2 separate regions of the Danio rerio genome follow, and region 1 is linked to region 2. The links are chromatin contacts, called in public HiCAR-type maps. All regions are on one chromosome and are shown on one strand. Each heading gives the region's core, a stretch centred on a gene start, on an enhancer-like site or on the middle of the called end of the contact. The rest is flanking DNA. Distances are from core to core; before and after follow the strand shown.

Evidence for each region. HiCAR-type assays count read pairs that join an accessible place to other places.
Region 1: a contact with region 2 is called in a HiCAR-type map of caudal fin, with 9 times the contacts expected there. The contact joins the promoter of LOC141378646 here to the enhancer-like site in region 2. A contact is called at or near these places in 4 of 18 Hi-C or Micro-C datasets (caudal fin, embryo and skeletal muscle) and 2 of 4 datasets of contacts at active chromatin or transcription factors (caudal fin and gastrula embryo).

Annotation. Positions count from the first base shown.
Region 1 is chr2:42,752,033-42,756,104 of GRCz12tu, reverse strand. LOC141378646 reads left to right here and starts at 2,717. Exons shown (of 4, transcript XM_073928690.1): 1 at 2,717-4,072. It also overlaps a transcript of spsb4a not described here.
Region 2 is chr2:42,610,874-42,615,344 of GRCz12tu, reverse strand. spsb4a (splA/ryanodine receptor domain and SOCS box containing 4a) reads left to right here. Exons shown (of 3, transcript NM_001256642.1): 3 at 2,733-3,815. The coding sequence ends at 2,860. All of the region lies in intron 1 of LOC141378646, which reads left to right. Among named protein-coding and RNA genes, the nearest start is that of cbln7, 27 kb to the right of the region's middle. Within about 2 kb of position 2,919, at least 5 of the 62 cell types and tissues checked have an H3K27ac peak or open chromatin away from gene starts, as enhancers often do. A contact at or near this core is called in caudal fin, where this site is marked.

The DNA of each region.
Region 1 (4,072 bases), core at 1,468-3,967, 140 kb before region 2:
GGTAATGAAAGTTTTACTTGACGTTAAAAAGAAATAAAATAAAATAAATAAATTATAAAAGCTTATACAATATAAACCTTCAAAGGGTTGTGAAGAGGCTATAGGGTACAAAATTCACTGAAAAAAGCAGCTGCTTTAGCAGCTTTATCGTTTGACAAAGTACTAAGTGATGAAGCTATAATAGCAAGTTTATTAATAAAGTGTAAAATATAGAAAGGGGGTTTCAGAAACCTACATTTATGAATGAAGAATTTTGCAATGCATAAAAGGTTATTAACCAGGTAATGTTGTGTACAATTTTATTAGTTGCCCAAAATAACTGAGTAGATGCTTTTTTATAGAAAATATGCTCTGTGTTTTAATACCACTTTCACAAAATTGACAGGAGTTGTCCTTAATATCACATTTTAATCTCAGGAATCATTTTAAAATAAAGCTATTTAATTTTGGAGGGAATTGGATAAGAAATTTAACTTGTCCTTATTTTTTTTACAATTCCTGTTAATTAAAATCTTTAAAAAAAAGATGTCTGAGCTGATTGGGATGAAGTCTTTTCGAGGCATATGTATTATGGCATTCATTCATTTTCTTTTCGGCTCAGTCCCTTTATTAATCATGGGTCGCCACAGTGGAATGAACTGCCAATTTATCCAGCATATGTTAGCGATGCCCTTTCAGCTGCCACCCATCACTGGGAAACATCCATACACTCTAACACACACACACACACATAGTACAGGCAATTTAGCCTGCATGTTTTTGGATTTATGGGGGAAACCAGAGCACCCAGAGGAAACCCACACCAACATGGGAAGAACATGCAAACTCCACAAAGATATGCTAACTGACCCAGCCGAGGCTCGAACCTCCTGTATTTTTTCCTTTTCTTTTTTTTTATTAATGTCAGGGTAACATGAACAACATCATACAAATCTGTAACAAAGAGTGTACAAACGTTTTACAGAGAAGTAAAACATCAAATAAGCACATACAATACAAAAAACAACAACAAATGATTTAAAAATCGTGTTAAGAGAATTAAAAAAGGAAAATAAGACAGTTCCAATAGCTTAGATTTTTAGAGGAAGCTCTAATGTATAGCTACTGTTGATTTTCCTTTTCAAAAACAATAAAACAAGGTATGCGTTGAGAGAATTTATAGCGGTGTATAAGGAATTTAGCGAGGATTTAAGAACCCCCTGTATTATAGCATACTATATTATTATTCGTCACCTCACGTTCCTGCGTACTCTCTTCGTCACTACTCAGTCCGTGCCAGTGACCCTTTGACGCCGGGTTCACGCGTGCACGTGGTTTGCAGGCAGCCTGCTGTTGTTGCTCGGAATCTTTGAGCGCGTAAAAAGATAGCTTTTTTTCTTACCCAGCCGTTGTTTGCGTCAAATATCGCTTCGCAACGGCTAATCTTATTTGTATTACTAATTTTGACCCACTGTTGTTATTTAACATGAATACTGCGGGGTTTTACTCCAGTTCTCTCACGTCTTCTCTTATCACAGTTTTGCCACCCACACAGTCCCTCGGTGTCAGTTTAAAGAGATCCTTTTCCTCACGTCCCTTTATCGGTTAGTTTTCCCCATTTCCTCTTCACATAGGCCTACAGATAAACGCTTCATCATTGTGTCGTTCGACTGACTGTCGAGTCCTTATGAAAATGCAAATACTTCCCTGAAGGAGAATGGGCCTCTGCTGGGATTTCACTGAGATTGAGGGGATTCCTCGCCTTCATTTTTCACCTTGTTGGAGTCTATTGTCATTGATGTTGGGCGCCCGCTGCTTCAGAGGTAAGATCCATTTACCTTAAATATAGGTGAATGTTAGCTCTTTTTCTTTTTCCTATTCCCCCCACCCCCCCCAAAAAAAGAATTTTTTTTATATGAAATCAAAGGAATGATTCTGTAGGTCTATTTTTATCCATCCATCCATCAATCAATTTTCTTTCTTTCTTTCTTTCTTTCTTTCTTTCTTTCTTTCTTTCTTTCTTTCTTCTTTCTTTCTTTCTTTCTTTCTTTCTTATATACCCATTCATCCATCCATACATTATATACGGAATCTACTAAATAATGCCGCAGCACACACAATTAAGAAGAAATCTGAAACTGAAAAAGTGTGGTAATGTTATGATTTAGAGGTTTTTTTTTGATATTGAGATGAAATATAAAATTTTACATTGTTGATAAAGAAACATTATTAAAAATGTAATGTAGTCAATGTGAAATATATATATATATATATATATATATATATATATATATATATATATTATATATATATATATATATATATATATATATAGTCAGTGAAATACTTTTCAGTGTTTGTCAAAATAAAATTGAATATATTTAAGTTCAATATTAAGCAATGAAGGACAAATTCTCATTCATGGGGCATTTAACTGAATAAATATTATTCAATAATTCATATAAAGATTTTTTAAAATTAAATTATTAAGCAGACTGAATGTATTCAATTAATGATCTGCCAAATTGAACTTTAAAATTCCAAACGAAAAATGACTTTTTAGATTCAGAAGTTTCTATCTGCACTTGCCCTGTTTTTTTTACCCCAATTTGCAAATTTTCTTTCTTTCTTTCTTTCTTTCTTTCTTTCTTTCTTTCTTTCTTTCTTTCTTTCTTTCTTTCTTTCTTTCTTTCTTTCTTTCTTTCTTTCTTTCTTTCTTTCTTTCTATTTTATATATCCATTCATCCAACCTTTATATCTGTCCGTTTCTTTCTGTCTGTCAGCCTGTCTATCTGGTCTGTCTGTCTATAAAAATGTCTATCCATGCAGACTTGTTCCTTTTAAAAAGAAATCCCATCAGCTGATGTTCTGTGAAATGGCTCTCCAAATACAACCCTTTAAAACCATTGTTGCGATAACAGTAACTTTTGCACAAATCCGTGAGCGTTTTTCTGTCCGACTTTCAGGAAATGATAGTGTGCACACAAAAGGCTGTATTTTGCTTTCAGATCTGACTTCCTCCATCTCTCCCATAAGTGTTTCAAAGCTTTGTCAGATAGCTTGTTTGATGTTGAACTATATGTGAAGCCCTGATATGTGAATGTAGAGTAGTCTGTCATGCGATATCGTACAAACTGCTCTGAATGAGCCATATGCACTTACTTGACTTTTGACCTTTAATCCTGATTAATGCTGGCATCGTACCATAGTATAGTGTGATGTGGTTATGGCTTTACGAGGGGGACATGACGTCTTTTTGAAGGTCTGCTTTGAGCTCAGCTGTTCTGGGGTCCTTAGGGATGAGGCCAGATGCCACACTAAGCCCGTTTTAATTTGGATAATTTGATGTCGGCCTCTGTGAGATTGACGAATGTGCTGTCATATGAGGTGGAGAGAAGCTGCACCATTGTGACAATGCCCATTTATCTGTCTGCCAGAACAGACAGGCTGGTCACTAACAGAGTCCGGCTATCTCAGGACAGCTGGTGACACTGTAGTGCATTTTGCTTAAATTCTTATTTTACAGTTTTATTCCTTCAAAAATTAGATGACAGCTGATGTAGCTGATGGATGAAATATTATGAGCTATCATTATGAACTTGCATGACATAACTACATGAGCTCCATCAGGCTGTGACAGAGCATGTGACGGTTATTATAGGTTAGATTTTGATTAATTGATTTAGATAGACTAATTGTATATATATTAACTAATTATACAAACTAATCAAATTAATTTGTTACAACATTGTGTTTGATTGAAGTTATGTCAATGGAGTGTGAATGTTTATTGCTCACACTGTTACGAGTGTGATATTGCGTTTATACAACAGTAATGATGTATATAAAAGAGAAAATCAAAGGTGGAGAGTCTCAAAAATCCTATGATGCGAGGATCCGCCATTCCTTCACATCTGCAGCTGACGTCAGCACAACAGAATCTGTTACTAATTCACCAACGTCACTTTAAAGCTAGTATTTGATTGATTCTCTAGCGTAACATCTAAAGTGATGACAAAGCAGGTGATTTTGCTGACATTTTAAGATTATAAGGCTGAACGGCATGAAATGCCATCAGTCTAGAGACAGTCTA
Region 2 (4,471 bases), core at 1,670-4,169:
TTTATTTTATTCATTCTGTGAATTTAATAACTCCACTAATCTATATTCTCAATTGTTGTGCTGATAGAATATGATCCCAACTCAACATTGCATATCCTGCAGTGTGACTATTGCAGACAAACACATTGCAATATCGATGTTTTTTAGTTAGTTATGCCTATTGTGGTTGTTGTAGGACTACTTTAAAAATAACCATTTCGAAATAGCAAAGGTGTCTCTGTTACAGTGTCCTTTTTTAACTAATTCAATTAAATCTATACTGTGCAGTATAAGAAAATAAATAAAAAGTTTTACATTTTGAAAGATGTTTTTAGCAGTGAAAAAAATTTATTTGGAGTCACAGAACATGTGCATTAAAACTGAAATATCCCTACTCCCAGAGTGCAACATGAAATTTCGTTTTGATGAACAAAAAGCCATCACTATGTGCCATTGAAATAATTTATTTAAAAGACTAAACAGCTCTTCAGGGATTGGTTGTTACACTTTAGCTTGTCGTGGTGAAATTAGCAATATGTGATGGCATTACACTCTTCATGGCTTCAGTTCATCTGCCAGGATGGAGGAAAAGCAAACTCACGACATGTTCTGTGTGGGACTCCATCACGGCTATAAATATTCAATGTGGGTGCTCGCATTGTGCCAGTACAGCTGTATAACTATTCCTTTTTTTTTGGTTAGTATCTAATGCTTACTACTAACCATCATAGGCAGTCACGATCTCTTACTTTGACCAGCCGGCTGAGGGGACGGCCTCCACCCGGGTGATCTGATTAATCATATCGGCACAGGTCCTGATAAAGATCCTGGTGGCCAACCAAGGAGATGTGGCATCTTGTCCAGATGGAGCGGTGGCTGTTTTTGTGTTTGTCAGTATGAAGTCTTGGCTGGAGCGGTGTCTGACTCAAGGCAGATGGGAGGCGCAGCGGCTCCGTTGATGGATACTGAGCTCCAGTGGCAAGATCCATCCATTATTGAACTGCTCTGTCAGCTTATGTAGAGAAGCAAGACACACACAAACACTTGATCGTGCACTAGAGTTTTTAAGGGAACCGTTTAGCAACAAATGAAAACCTGGTCTTCTTTTGGTTGCTTTAAAATTGCATGACTGAAATTTTCTATAAAACTTGCACTGATCTCTCTTTTTGTTAACAAAGATTTTCAGGTAGAAGTAGAAAGGTAAAACTCATTTTTAGGTTTTCTTAACCCTTTAACTGCCTCCTCTAACAAATTATGGATCATATTTTGACTGTTTTAATTAATGACTGTTCAAGTCATCTAAAGAATGAATATTACACTACACAGATTTTGGTTATATTATTAAAAAAAAGTCAAGCATGATGAGAATCACAAATATTTTCTGACATCCCAAAAAAAAGGTGATTTGGTATTCAAAATTTTTTTATTTATTTATTTTTTTTTTAATAAATTGGTTTTATCCCTCATATTTTAAGAATTTTCATCGTATATGTATAAATTCCAGTTCTTTTACCACAAACTGACATATCTACCATTTGTTAGAGGTTAATATTTTAGAAATGATGGGATGTGTTGAGAAAAAATGCATTGAGTGTGTTAACTAGTGACATTAGGAGATAAGAAATACAATTTAAAAATAAATCTTGGTGGGGCAGTTAAAGGCTTTCTTTTTTGTGGGACATATTTATGTCTAGAAGTAAAACCACTGATAGTAAAAAGCTAAATCAGCAAAGAATCTGGTTTGGAATAAAATGATGAACCATTTGTTTATGGCTCCTGATCTGTTCAGGAATTGTGGTTGAGTTTCAAGTCAACTTATCTGGTCATAGATTTGATGTAAAGGGACACTTGTGGAAAGTAGAAGTCTGATCAGTTGATCTGTTTTACAAATTCATGTATTGGTATTGGTCCAATGAACCATAGTTTTCACAGTGTCATTTGAGTGAGAATTAGTTTCAATCATGTGTTCATCAATCAGTCCCTCCAAGATTTTGCAGGGACATTCTCTAAATATATCTGTGGCCTAAAGTGACTGATTTTGTGACTGCTTTTCTCAAACCGTATGGTGTTATTTTCTTCATTTTTTGTGTGAATTTTGCTTTAAAAATACGCACAAACCTTTTTTTTTTCCTTTTTTTTGGTCCAATTGACTCTTAAAATTCTGGAGGAACTGATAAATTTGGCGATTAAATATTATATTGAGCTGAATCTTTTCAGTAAACCATCTTATCCGGTTCATTAAATCGCTTGTATCAAGTACAAGTAACCATTAAGAATCAAGTCAAATTTCTGAATGAATTGTTGATTTAATTTGTTGAATTTTTCTAGTGAGTCCACAGATCTGCTTCACAGCATCCATGTGAATCATTTATTCATAAATTGGTCCAGTTTACAAATGAATCACTCTTCTATGTTAAATCTTTTCAATGAAAAAAAAAAACTGGCTCACAAAATCATGGATTGGAATTTGTTCATGAAATTGGGCCATTTCATTAATGAATCGTTCTTTTGAGTCTAAACTGTTATGATACTGTAGATATGATAGATTCTGATCTTTTATGATGCATTTGATTCATTCCTGAAGCTTGGACCAATATGAGAGCAAGTAGATTATTACATAGGCTTTTCATTATTTGGATCTCTTCAAAGTCTTGCACTCAAATAACACTTCATGTGCTCTTCAAGTCTACGTGTATTTAAATCATCCCATGAAAACAATTCTAACATGCACTTCTCTTTGTGTCTATCTTCAGCGGAGCCTCTCCCTCTGATGGACCTGTGTCGACGTGCGGCGCGACTGGCTCTGGGACGAGAGCGTCTACAGGAGATCGAGACATTACCTTTGCCCCAGTCTCTCAAGAATTACCTCCAGTACCAGTGAGAGCGCAGACTCTCATGTAGAGACGCAGAGACAAAGAGAGGAAACCTGAGGTGCTACTATAGCGCCACCGTCAGGCCGCAGAGGGAAAATGTTTACATTGTGGCTCACTGGTGGAATCTTAAGTTCGTTTTTTCCTTAGTTTGTTTTTTGTTTTCCTCTTTATGAGTTGTTTAAATTATTGATGGCTTTGAAAGAAGCTGGAAAGATGCAGAGCAAAAGCGGCGGCTGCTCAGCAGACCTGCAGCGCCTCCCGGTGTATGTCTCGCCCCTGGAGAATACGACAGGATAGTGGCATTTCAGAAAGCACATTAACCTTGGGATGCCTTTGAAAGCCCACAGTAGTAATCTTTTCGAAAGACCGTGGCGGTCTCTAGAGTTAAAAACCATCACATGGGATCCTCAGCGAATGAAACAAAGCCCTTGAGGGTGCTAGGATTTTCACACAGGACCACCTAGAGAAGGTAACATGACTGACAGGAGCCATTTTCCCCTTTTATCTGGGATGGAGTCTATAACCAAGGACACACACATACGCACGCACGCATACGACCAACAATAAATCACCGAATTCACTTCTTTTTTTTTTTCTTTGTGAGCTTGAGTCACTTTTCTATCTGAGTTTATTGTCAGCGTGAGATTGATTGATGATGATGACAATGTTTGGCTATCTTTTTAATTTTATTTATCAGGTTCTAGATCCTTTTTAATGAACTGAGGATGTGCAAACGAGCACATAGATATTGAACACTATCCTACACTCGTCACATATGGCTTTCGATTTTAAACTGGGATGCTGCTTTTATTATTATTATTAATAATATTATTATTATGATTATTATTCTGTCTGAATGCTCAGATGGAAGTCTGGTTTTTCCAAGGCACACAGTGGAATGTAAAGATCTTGCTAGCGTTAGCATATTTGAAATGTGAATAAAAGCCAAGTGAATGAGAAAGCAAGAATGACAGTTTTTTTTTTCCTCTCTCTCTGAGGCAGAATATGTGTGTTTTGACATTGAATGAAAATATGTGCATTCTTAAGCACAGAAGGGTCTATTTACATAACACCGCTGCTTTTTCTCGGCTAACGTTCCACTGAGAGATCCCTCATTTCCCACTTTTCGTTCTCTCTCCTGTCTGACTCCCACTCTAATACAGTCTGAGGCTGAAAAGTATTATCTAACCTAAATCTGCAAAGAATTGGATCACTCTGCTCACGCTTGGGTTCGTGGGTGGTGTTTTAACCACTAACCGCAGGTGCTTTCTTCAGAAATCCAGATCTCTTGTTGTTAATCTCTCGTCACAAGTATTTAATTAAATTGACTGATATGCTGAATTCTTATACAGTACTTTGCATTTAACAGTAATTGGGTTTTTATTATTATTATTTAATTTTTATTATGTAGGACTAGGGTTGGGTATCGTTTAGGGTTTTTTTTTTTTTTTTGGTACCGATGCTAGATCAATACTTTTAAAACGGTGCCAAAATAGTGTCTGAACCAATACTTTTCAGTTCGTCATGGGGCATGAATGAAATGTTCCTGAACGAAAGTGAAACTGCCGAGCTGCAGTTAAAGTTGACAAATTAAAGATGAAACCCCTAAAATTACATGA